Linked DNA regions of Mus musculus: region 2 is linked to region 1. The links are chromatin contacts, called in public Hi-C maps. All regions are on one chromosome and are shown on one strand. The core of a region is the stretch at or near the end of the contact, and the rest is flanking DNA. Distances in the headings are between cores, read along the strand shown. Region 1 overlaps Auts2 (autism susceptibility candidate 2). Region 2 overlaps Auts2 (autism susceptibility candidate 2).

What was found. Hi-C and Micro-C count contacts between places; a contact is called where the count stands out from the background.
Region 2: a Hi-C map of forebrain shows a contact between it and region 1, with 5 times the contacts expected there. The contact joins two enhancer-like sites. A contact is called at or near these places in 1 of 39 promoter capture datasets (hippocampal neurons), 3 of 484 Hi-C or Micro-C datasets (cerebral cortex, forebrain and nephron progenitors) and 2 of 115 datasets of contacts at active chromatin or transcription factors (embryonic basal ganglia and embryonic forebrain).

Annotation. Positions count from the first base shown.
Region 1 is chr5:131,791,732-131,797,374 of GRCm38.p6, forward strand. The region is part of intron 4 of Auts2 (autism susceptibility candidate 2); the gene reads right to left. Among named protein-coding and RNA genes, the nearest start is that of 4930563F08Rik, 86 kb to the right of the region's middle. Within about 2 kb of position 3,055, at least 44 of the 459 cell types and tissues checked have an H3K27ac peak or open chromatin away from gene starts, as enhancers often do. A contact at or near this core is called in forebrain, where this site is marked.
Region 2 is chr5:132,027,035-132,033,074 of GRCm38.p6, forward strand. It overlaps Auts2 (autism susceptibility candidate 2), which reads right to left. Exons shown (of 20, transcript NM_001363480.1): 4 at 3,956-3,991. Among named protein-coding and RNA genes, the nearest start is that of 4930563F08Rik, 150 kb to the left of the region's middle. Within about 2 kb of position 2,842, at least 24 of the 459 cell types and tissues checked have an H3K27ac peak or open chromatin away from gene starts, as enhancers often do. A contact at or near this core is called in forebrain, where this site is marked.

The sequences.
Region 1 (5,643 bases), core at 1,805-4,304:
GTGTCAGGACTTGGGCTCAAATCTCTAGAACCTAACTGTTCCACTTGACTTTTTGTAAACGTGAGCAGAATCAACTGGGAGGAGGCTTGTATTTGGCTCATCCCTCCATGCCAAGTCCACAACTGAGGGAGGTCAAGCAGGGACTCAAATAAGCAAGAATTGGATGCAGAAGCCATGGAGGAATGCTGCTCACTGGCTCACGCCCTGGCTCACACACAGCTAATGTTCTTGTATAGACAAGACCCATCAGTCTAAGGAGGTGGCCACCACCGTGGGATGAACACTCCCATATCAATCACCAATAAAAACAATCTCTGGAAGGCATGGCCACAGGTCGATTTGATCTGGGTAACTCCTCAGTTGAAGTTGCCTCTTCCCAGGGGACTCTACATTATGTTAGATTGACAATAAAATACAACCATTCCACTATGTAAAGCTGGCTGTGCTGTTGTGTATTTGTAATCTTATGGCTACTATGATTAGATAGGGATAGGATGCAGAGACAGAATCCCCTGAAGCTCCTGAGCCAACATTCTGGTGTATACAAAGGCACAAAAAGACCCTGCATCAAAGCTTAGTTGTCCTCAGACATCTTCTGCTATATTCAGCTGTAGATGCAAATGAACACACAACCTTCTCTCTCTCTCTCTCTCTGTCTCCCTGTCTCTCTCTGTCTCTGTCTCTGTCTCTCTCTCTCTCACACCAACAAAAACCAAACATGCTATGATGCCATGAGCTATTTCACTGAAATGGAAACATGACTATGTTCATGGTTAGTTGTGGTTACATCAAAAATCCCAGAAGGGAGTTGAACATTCAAGTTCTTTTATTAAAAAAAAAAATTACATTTTAAAAATCTTTTTGTGTGTGTGCACACTTGCATGTGTGCACATGTGCCGCCCACACTGCTCTTGTGGAGATTGGAGGACAGCTTGTGTGAGTAGGTTTTCTACTAGCACGTGGGTCCTGGGAATCAACTTAGGATTGTCGGGTTTGGTAGCAAGTAACTTTACCTGCTAAGCCCTCAAGTTCTCTTTTTAGAGCAATGAAATAGAGTGACGGTATCTGCCTCTGAGGGCGAGCTAAGAGGAGCCATGAAAAATGCTATTGTCATCGTCCCTCTGCAATGAAAGGAACAAGAGGCATACAATTAGATACACTGGGTTACTTTAAGATTGGCAAACACACAGAGGAAAAAAGCCTAGAAAGAGATGCACGAAACAGTCACACCATTTACTTCTAAGTGATAAAGGATGTGGACTCTTTTAAGCTATACTTATAAATTCTCTGAAGCTTTTGTGTGTGCGTGTGTGTAGGTCAGTCCTGAATACTGTTGTTCTGCATCCACTGTCTATCTTATCCTATGAGATGGGGTATTTCATTGGCCTGGTGTTCAGGTTGGCTAGACAGTGAGACTCATGGATTGCCTGTCTCCATTGTGTGTCCACGCCACCATGACTGTTTTTCCCTCCATGCTTTCTGGGGATGAAACCCGGGTTCTAATGCCTACATGGTCAACCTTTTACTGACTGAGTCATCTCTCAAGCCCCCTTCTGAAATCTTCTTTAATGATGACTTTTTTTCCAGTGAAAGGAAAAACAGATACACACAGTGACATATAATTGCCACCCTGGGGTCCCACTGGACACTGATCTCCAAAGGGCTCTAAGAATAGCATCGCTGTCTTTGCAGGACATTTCTCCCGTCTGTTTAGGCCACAATGTATTTTACTGTCCGTGCAGACTTAAGTTGTTGTTATTACCATGGTTGGTGTTCTGAGACAGAGTTCCATACAGGTTGGCCTTGAACTGGCCATACAGCTGAGGATGATCTTTCACTCCTGATCCTTCTGCCTCAACCTCCCAAGTGCTGGGATTACAGACTTCCACCATCATTCCTGGGGGTTGAATCCAGGGCCTACAATACCAGGCAAGTATACCATACTACCAACTATGCCATATCCCCAGCCTGGATCTAAGTTCTAACACTTAACACAGAGCTTGGGAAAGTTACATAATCTTACCAAGTCTCAGTGTCTCTCATCTAACGAGTGGGGATGAGGACATGTAGCCTCTATATGTGTGTGCATTTAAATGACAAAATGCATCATTTCATTAAGTCCTTAAACCTGGTATACAGCCACAAGCAAATGTCTAATACCTGTTATCAGTGAGCCCTGTCTCTTTGTTCTATGTGGTATTGTGTAAGTTGCCCATCTGGGTGAGATGTTAGCACTTACAGAACTAAAATACACCCCGAAGTTCTACAGTGCATCCCAGCCCAGGATGGCCCAGTGGTCTCTGCCTCCAGGAAGCATCTTGGAAAGAGAGTGACAGCCCAACAGGCTGAGGGAGAACCCAGACGCTTCTACTAGGAACAGGGCCATATGAGCCTCTGGACTCTGCAGTGTGCACAACATGCCTTTCAAGATGAGAGAGAAGCAGATGGTCTTGATGAGAGGCCCCAGGGTTCTGATCCTGCTATGGGACTAATGGTATAAAAAAAAATAAAAATAAATGAAAAGAAAAGAAAAGAAAAAAAAAAAAAAAAGGAAACCTCTAGGCTGCCTGTCCACCCTAGGCAGTATGGGCACCTGCTTCCCAGATCTGGGAAAGAAGTACAGAAGGCAGCCGGAGTGCCGGGCTCCCATTTGGAGCAACAGCTATTTCCAAATCTTCTAAACCACACTCCACCATGTTTTGGAAGAGAAGCATGCAAATAACAGTTTGCAAGCTGCCAAGAGTGTGGGTTTCACAGCGCACATTGCAGAGCTGACGCCTGTCACGGCAAGACAACGAGAGAGCACTCCATCTCTCTTTCTCTCTCTCTCTTCCCCTTCTAGATCTTAAAGGGTTACGCCTGGAAATTGCCTAGCTGGGCTTCTGGGACAGCATGAAGGATGACTGCCATTGCCACGGTCAGCTATGACAGCACCAATTTGACGTGCCGCCATCAAGGGCCTTCTAAGAGCTGAGCGCCCTGATGGTTTTGTGATGCGAATCGTCACATTGCAAAATGGTTTTCCTCTCCCGCTGCCTCTGCCTCCATCTGCTGCTGGGCTAAAGGCACAGCCGGCTGCCTGCCTGTCACAGCATGTATTAAAATTAGCTGGGGAGGAGGCACTCAGTTGTGCTAATTACATTTTAATCATTGGAAATGTGTTGGCAAATCAAGCCTTGATTGCCATCTCGGAGTCTGTCTCCTCCAGCAGAGTGGAGGGGCCGTCTGCATTTGGCGGGGCCTGCTGGGCTTCTCCTTTCACAGAAGATAGACTGGGGGCCCTGCTGGCCCACCACTGAGACTGCTTTTGGCACATTATTAAAAAGCCACAAGGCTTGTTTCAAATCATCCCTGTGTGAGACCCGCTCATTCTCACTTCCCCATCATCCGGCAACTTGGTACTTTTAACTCTCTCGCTTTAGTGGGCTGATGGATCTTGAAGGCTCAAAGAGACCATGTGTGTCAGAGATGGGGATACAGGGTGGTGAGAGGCTGCCATCATGTTCTCCCAGTAACTGGGGACCAGGAAGGGGTCCGATGACAGGAAACCTGTCCTCAGGGAGTGGGAGGTGACCTTGATAGGCTTCTGCTGCTAAGAGCCGCGAGTCTACGGGTAGAAGAAAGTGACTCAAATAAATGATCAAGACCCATGAAAAAGAGCCAAGGAGCACAGAGGATGTTCTTGGCTGTTCAAAGTAGGCTCAGACACAGTCATTCCGTTAGCCCCTGTTCCCTAGTGTTTCCTGGAGGCATGCTTGCTGTATGAGGGACAAAGACTAACCCAAATGTTGAAGCTAGTGCAATTTCCAAAGTTGGGCACAAAGCCATAGTTATGCCATGAAAACATTAGGTCGAAAGTTTAATTATACATAGCCAGGTTGAAAAATGTCTAGTTATGTAATCATATACAGCTTTTTTTTTTTCTGTTCCTATACCTCGGGTTTCTTCACGTGTTAAAAAACAAACACAGAGTGTGATGTATCACAGGCAAGCTTTCAACTTGCTATATAGCTGAAGATGCTCTTGAACATCTAATTCTCCTGCTTCTAGCTCCAGAGTGCTGGGATTATAGGCCTCGCAGCATCATGCCTGGGTAACACAGTGCTAGGGATCAATCCTATGTTAGGCAAGCAATTTGCCAACTGAGCTACAGCCCCAGCTACTAAGGCTGCTTCTGTGTGTGGCACAGGAGAAAAAAAAACATGGTAAAGAAAGGATAATGCACCCCCTCTCTTCTCCAGTGCAACCCAAACTCAAACCCTACAACAGCATGTAGAAACTGAGTAGTGGCACTGGGGTTGGCAGACGGACTTAAGAGTGAGCCTTGGCAAGGGCTTCTAGGAGACATGTACTAGATGCTAAGGAAAAGTAGATTTCAAAGTCAGGCTGCAGAGAGGTCTGGGAACAGCAAGGACCAATTTCCTGGGCAGGGTTGGGAGAGGACACTCATTCCCTTGTGGGTGTAAATGCGTCTTTGTTTGACTGTGGGTACATGCAAACATCCTAAGAGGTTTGATGATGGTCTGGGGCTCCCACTCCATGCTTGCTTCTCCTTCCACTTTTAATAAGAATCACATTATAGATATCTCTCAACCCAATATTGAAGAGAGAAAGAGATGCTAAAAGGGAGACCTTGGGCTTATAGTCATCCATAAGATGACCCATTAAATAGAAGCCACCTAAGAAAACACCATGAGGGACAAACACTATAGGTGGCTAGACCCTAGCTGGTCCTAAGCAATGGGAGTGCACAACAATTTCTGACAGAGCCACTATGGTTGGAAATGGTATTTTTGGCAAGGGATGGCTGTTGCCACATTGAACTGGAGGCAGCAGCTGTGATTATTTGCATGAGACCTCGAGAATCTACAGACAGAATTTCCTGGAAGAAATGGGCCATAGGCTCACCCTTGTCTGAGGACACTTAAACAGGTAATACTTGCTAGGATAGAGGATCTTAAGATATCCCCATCCTTTCCTGACTTGATAGGTGAGGGGAGCTCACCGAATGACACTTCTTTCTGAGGGTCAATTAACAGTTGAGAGAGGGGGAGAGAGAGAGAGAGAGAGAGAGAGAGAGAGAGAGAGAGAGAGAGAGAGTTAGTTTTCCTTTGGGGGTATAGCTAGTTATCTTAAATTGCCCGTGCTTCTGTAAGCAACCTTAATCACGTTCACAGGTTTGGTTCACCAAGCTAGATTTGGGGTAGTTGTTTCTTTGGTTGTCATTAGTGTCCTATTTGGTCATTAGTGTCCTATTTGGTCATTAGTGTCCTATTTGAAACACTGAAGAGACTTTCTTTTGTCTCCCTAGCAAAGTTCATATGACAATCTGTACAATTGAAATACCATATGGGCTTCTGTTATCCCAACTGGGGACACACAAAGGCCTAGTTTGGAATCTCATGGGAGAAGCCAATTTTAATAATCTGTTCTATTACCCCATGCATCTGAACACTGCTTTGAATGACATAGGACACTTGCATGCATGTTACATCACCCCATGCTTGTGACTGTGGCATCAGGCAAGCAAGGAGGGCCTGCACTGTACTTCACAGATAACTGAAATTTCACAGGGGCATGCCCTACACAGCTGGTGGAGGACAGCAACAGGACTAGAATGTAGGCTTCACACCAATTTCATCT
Region 2 (6,040 bases), core at 1,592-4,091, 240 kb after region 1:
GCCCAAACCTCAGACATGTTAAGAGGTCTTGACCTGCTTTAAAACCCTGGAGGGAGTAAACAGGTAAGAACCATTAACAGATTAAAGGGAACAACTGTCATGCATGGGCAGCCCAGAGAAGAGATCATTCCAACAATGACATCACCAGGGTGAAAGATGAAAGCACCTGTGTCTAATGGCCATACACAGTGATACACATCCAATCGGACAGAGTCAAGGCCCTCTTGAAAGCCATGGAAAGGGACATAAAATGTTTCTATACTCTGGGTGCAAAGGGCAAAACTCTATTTTTATTTGGTTCAATTTGTTAGTGGTGCCCTCAGTCACAACACTGCTCAGTCACCTGATACCAAGTTTATGTCCTCATTCGCTGTGTGAAGACAGAGAAACAGATATACTTAAGAGGATGGAGAGAGAACTCTGTAGTTACACCTTATGAATACTGTGTGCACAGTGGATGCGAGCTCAGTTCTTAGCACCTACAACAGGAATTTACAACATCTGTAACTCCAGCTCCAGGAATCTGACTCCCTCTTCTGGGCTGTATAGGCACTGATACTGCTGTATACATATTAACCCACCAAGGCACACACATTCACATAATTAAAAACAAGAAGAATGAATTTAGAAAAAAACCTCAAAGGTACATTTTATTGCTTACTATTAACAGTTCTACTCTGTGCACATTAATTATGTCATTTGGTTGAATATTCACAACTCTATTTGGCGGGTGGTGAAGTAGAAACAGAAATATCAAACACCCTGCCCAAGGTCACACGGCTAGTCACATGAATCATTCTGCCGCTTCGGACTTCATCACACATATTTCAGAGTGAAATTTTGACTGCATGTCTCAGAAGGAAAGAGATCCAGAACTGTTTAAATCAAAACAGAAAATGTATTCAGTGAGCTGACGTTTAAAAAACAAAAAAGAAAACCTTATACACACTCCAACAAGTTTCAGTACGCTTGCCAAAAGGGAAAGAAAAACCCAGCAAATTGATTCCAAGTTGCCTATAATTTCATTTATATTTAGAATATGAGCTGAGCAGGGTATGCGTATGCAATGAGAGAGAGAGAGAGAGAGAGAGAGAGAGAGAGAGAGGGAGGGAGTGTGTGTGTGTGTGTGTGTGTGTGTGTGTGTGAGAGAGAGAGAGAGAGAGAGAGAGAGAGAGTATGTGTGTGTAATACTCATGGTATTCAAAGCCTCCCCCAAACGTGCAAAGTTTGTTCCAATCCTTCTCTATTTTGCCTACTTTGAGAATCCTTTGCAATCTGCTTATGTAAATAGTGCTCTTCACTGCTGTTCCCATCTCTCAAATCTTCTGCATAGATTGGAAAACTGACAGACCTAAGCAGACATCTTTGGAACACAAAACCAGGAAGACATAAACAAATATCACCGGATCAAAAACAAAGGTTTCTTCAAAGCCCTTCAGCAAAGTGAGACAGATACAGCTGAAGAACTGAGAGGCAAATGCAAGCACTCTTGGATTAGCCCAAGAATGGGCAACTGCAGGTAACAACACATACCTCACCTGCATGCAAATACAGACTCCGTGATGCATGGACTACAGTATCAGTTTCATGAACAAGGACAACTTCTGGGTTTTCACCTTAGTTTACTAAAATCTCCACTATAGGACAGGGGAGCAAACAGAAGGTTCTGGAGGGAGGAGGGATACTGAAGCAAGGGACAGTGTTTAAAAACGAAACAAAACAAAACAAAACAAAACAAAACAGTTCTTCCTTGTTCAGCTAAAGGTAGGGAAACTTAGTCTTTTCAAATTCAACAGTCCATGATTTAATGATAAGGATTAGCTCATCTGTGGTGATTTCCACATTTCAAAGAGTTGTCAAAGGCAATTAATGAGAAAACAAACAAACAAACAAAAAAAAAACAGTATGGGACTCAACCTGATAGTGACTCACCTTCATTACAAACTTAGTGAAGCCGTTCTCATAAAAGGACCATGAGCACAACATAAACACTGTATCTCAAGTTGGGGAAGAGGGGCCAATCACAGAAACTGTAAATACATTACTTCCATTTAAAAGCAAGAGACTCGCCAACGTGGAAGTCAGTCCCTGAAATCGAGTACTACACGTGATGCCGTTGGACTGACACTGGAAACAGAGCCCGGCTTTGATGAGGGCTTGGCAACTCCACTAAGGATTTTGCAGGGTGATAACGGAACAATGTGGGATTGGAAACACATTCCGCAGAGGGGCATTTTTATCATAGCTGAGAGCGGGACAGACATCTGGTACTCATCTTCTCCATGTACGCTAATAACACGACAGCTCTTGAGATAAGCAAAGTAAGTTGATTTTACCAAGGCAACTTTTACAAAATGAGTAAGTTTTATAAGCGAAGCAAAGTTGACCCAGCACAAAAAAACAAACAAACAAAAAAACAAAAAACAAAAAACAAAAAAAAAAACCCAAAAACAAAAAACCCTTCCAAATCCTAATCAAGGATTCGCTAGTTATCAAATATGTCATTAAGTAATAAAAGCATTCCAAGAACTAAGGAGGTAAAAAGCAAAACAAAATGTGGATTCTGATTCCTGAAGTGACACCCTTCTTTCAGGGTGATCACACTGACAACATAAATGACAGTAGAATGTTCAGGCTGTAACTGAACGTGGTGAAGGTGGTGGCTTCGGCTCTATTTCTGAAAGGGAGGTGGGGTGAGGATAGAGAGCATGGAGGGCAGGCACCGCAGCCTGCAGATCTTACTTCCAGCATCGCAACCCACACCCAGCCTGGTGTGAAGAGATGGCAGATGGGACGACGTCTGTTCTTTCAACTGCTAAAGCAAGACACGGAGCGTATCCTGCTTCTTCTGTAAGCATGAATATTCAGGCCCGCTGCGCAGAACCACCATCAGTGTGCTAACTGTATGATGCAGGGCCAGAGGAATCCTTAGCATTCTCCTTGGATTATAGTTCAAGACGAAGTTAGTGGGACCAGGTGAGGGTGCCTTTTGGGCCAAATTTAGGAAAGACTTGATATTCACTGAAACGATGCTGATTTTCATAATTCAACCAGAAATGCAGTCAGAGAAACGAGTCACAAGAAGACTGATTGGCCATGTTAAGAGGACAACGTTAAGAGCAGCTGAACTGAATGGGTGTTTATTGGCTATGGTTGGTAGCATGTGTTCTATCTTGCGTATTATAGTATCAAGCGTTACTTCAGAACACAATCAAGTGCCTGTAAGTACTAAAATACACAGTGCTATGCCATCTTGTGTAAATAGTTGTGGTTTGTAATTCTTCCTCATTTATACCATGAGAAGGAATACTAAACCCACAAAGGATAATTTTGTTATAAAAAATGCAATGAAGCAACCATCTCTCTGTCCTTGAATGAAAGATAGTGTAATAATCCCAGAGGTATATTTCGTCCATCCCCTCCCCTCCCCTAAGAACAAAGTGTAAGGACCAGAACACATATAATGCATCTGTATTTGCCAAACTGTGGAGTGTGGTGATTGCTGGCTTAAAAGCCAGATACAGCTACCAACCAAGTACAAGGAAAACACTACTGGAATGCCATCTCCCCTCACAGTGAAATAACAGAAACAGAAAAGCAAGTCACTGTGCACACTGAAGCTCTTTTGAGTACTTAGAAGAAATCAAATAATTCCATATGTAATCTGACTTCCAGCAATTATGGAATTGGGCTGGCAAGGGCAATCATGTGTCCCCCCTATCTCCTAAACGTGCTAAGTTCCCCACCGAGGCAGATGCCTCCTGATCCTTAAGGCCCAACAGGTTAAACCCTTTAGAAATAAGACAATCCTCAACGACAGGGCAGAAATCAGTGAGCTCGTTAGGGGCAAGAGGGATTCCTCGGGTGTCATTTTTTCACACTGTAATGAGGGTTTGTTATACGAGCGAACTGATGGCAAGAGGAGGCGCGCAGGTGGAAGTGGAGATGGACTTACGAAGTAGCCTGTCCCCAAGCTGGAAGGAGCTGAACTCTGTAAAGGAAGCACAGAGACAGAGCACAAAAGTCAGTGGCCATTTTTAGCATGTTCCCATCCACACAGCTCATTACCAACCCTTTGTGAGTTTTTCATCACACATCACATGCCCGAGTCCGAGACCCCTTGTCGTCTGCTGCTGATACACACACAGTATTGCTTGATTTTTCCCTTTATATCTCTCAGCGACTCAGAGATGCTAACGTGCTATTTACTAGATTCTGAGCTTCTGCGGTGGACGTAATTGCCAATTTATTTGACAGGCAGCTGGGTAATGAATTAATGATGGCATTTCGCCCTGCACTGAGACTAAACAGGCACGTGGCAGCCTGCCTCCCCGATTTCCTGACATTCAAGGCCCGGGTCTCAAGCTATTTGGTTTTGTGGCCGCAGAGAGGCAGGCAAGAGGAAAAAAAAGCCCAGACTGACTTGAAAATAAAAAGCCCAATGGGTTTGGATGACTTTTTGGTATATGACCTACTTGCTAGTTTATTCCCCAAAGGCTTTGGTTTAGCACACACTTGGCACTGTGCAAAAATTAGACATTTTGTAAACATAATTAGTTGACTAAAATGCAAAGAATCCGTGGGTGGAGGGAAGCAGTTTTTCTCTCAATAATATCAATTCAGACTGCCATAGCGCTCACACAGTGAACCAACTGAAAATCAATAATTCTGAACTGAACTCAGGGTATCAAGTACTGAGGGAAAAAAAGCCAAAGTATGAATACAAAATTCATCTGTATATCTTTCTATTACTATGTATGTATGTATGTATGTATGTATGCATGCCTACGTTAGTTTATGTGTACTATGTGTGTACAGGTGCCCTAGGGAGGCCACAGGGTAATGGATCCTCTAGAACGTGGGTTCAAGGCAATTGTGCTGAGGAAATGCTGGGAACCAAACTTGGGGGAAGAGTAAGAACTCACCCATCTCTCCAGTACCGCCCCCCCTCAATTTGAGTCAGGTTCTCATGAAATCTGTTTTCCCCCAATTCCAGAGGTATGCACCACTGCACTCCTTTATGTAGTGATCGAATAAAGGGCTTTCTGAATGCTAGGAACCACTCAACCAACTAAAGTATTTGCCCAACACTCTACCTAGTTTATGGACAAGGTCTCTGTAGTCTAGGCTAGCCTCAGACTCCCTTGATCCTCTTGGATCCCTCTCCCGAGTGTTGGGAAACCAGAAGTGTACCACAGCACCTGGTTTGAACATTGCTAGCACCTCAGACATGCTGGGCAAACATTCCACCAATGAAGCTGCAGCCCTAGCCCTGGATCAGTTTTGTTTATAGGCTTTCTCTAAAACTTGTCCTAAGAAATTGTTTAACGTTTTGTCGTCCTCTTTGTGAGCGGGGGGGGGGGGGGTGGGGTGGGGGTGGGGGGTGGGGGGGAAGGCACTGAACAAGCTGGAAATGAAAATAACCTGATGCAGAGTCAGTCTTTAAATTCTAGCTCAGCAGCTTTGTATTAGGGCTGACCACATCTTCATAGAAAAGCCTGATTGCCACCCTAATTCAACAGTTATTAACATCAGCTCATCCACTTACATAGCCAACCTGCTATTCTTTAGACAAAAGGCAGGAGGGGAACATGTGCCTATTCATCATGTCTTTCGCTCAAGATGCACTGCAGAAATGCAGGTTGAAGTGATGTCTAAATACATGGATCGTATGAGGGAGGAGAGGCTAAGGAGAATTTCACATCTTCGTAACCACAACAGGTATGATTTCTGCTGACTGTAAATTGAGGTGTTACTCTTCTTATCATTGTGACCAGCCACCTGAAGAAAATCAACTTAAAGAAGGGAGGACTTATTTTGGATCTCTGCTTGAGGATAAAGTTTGTCATAGTGAGGATGGCATGTCAGAAGGTCCTAATCACGCTGTGTGAGCAGTCAGTAATTGGTATCAAACAGGAAGTACAGGGAACCTATCAAACAGCAAGGCTCTACCTTCTAAAGGTTCCACAATTGCCTACAACTGCACTGCTAGACTTACACCAATGGTTCAAACACTGGGCCTAAGGGGGACATTTCACAT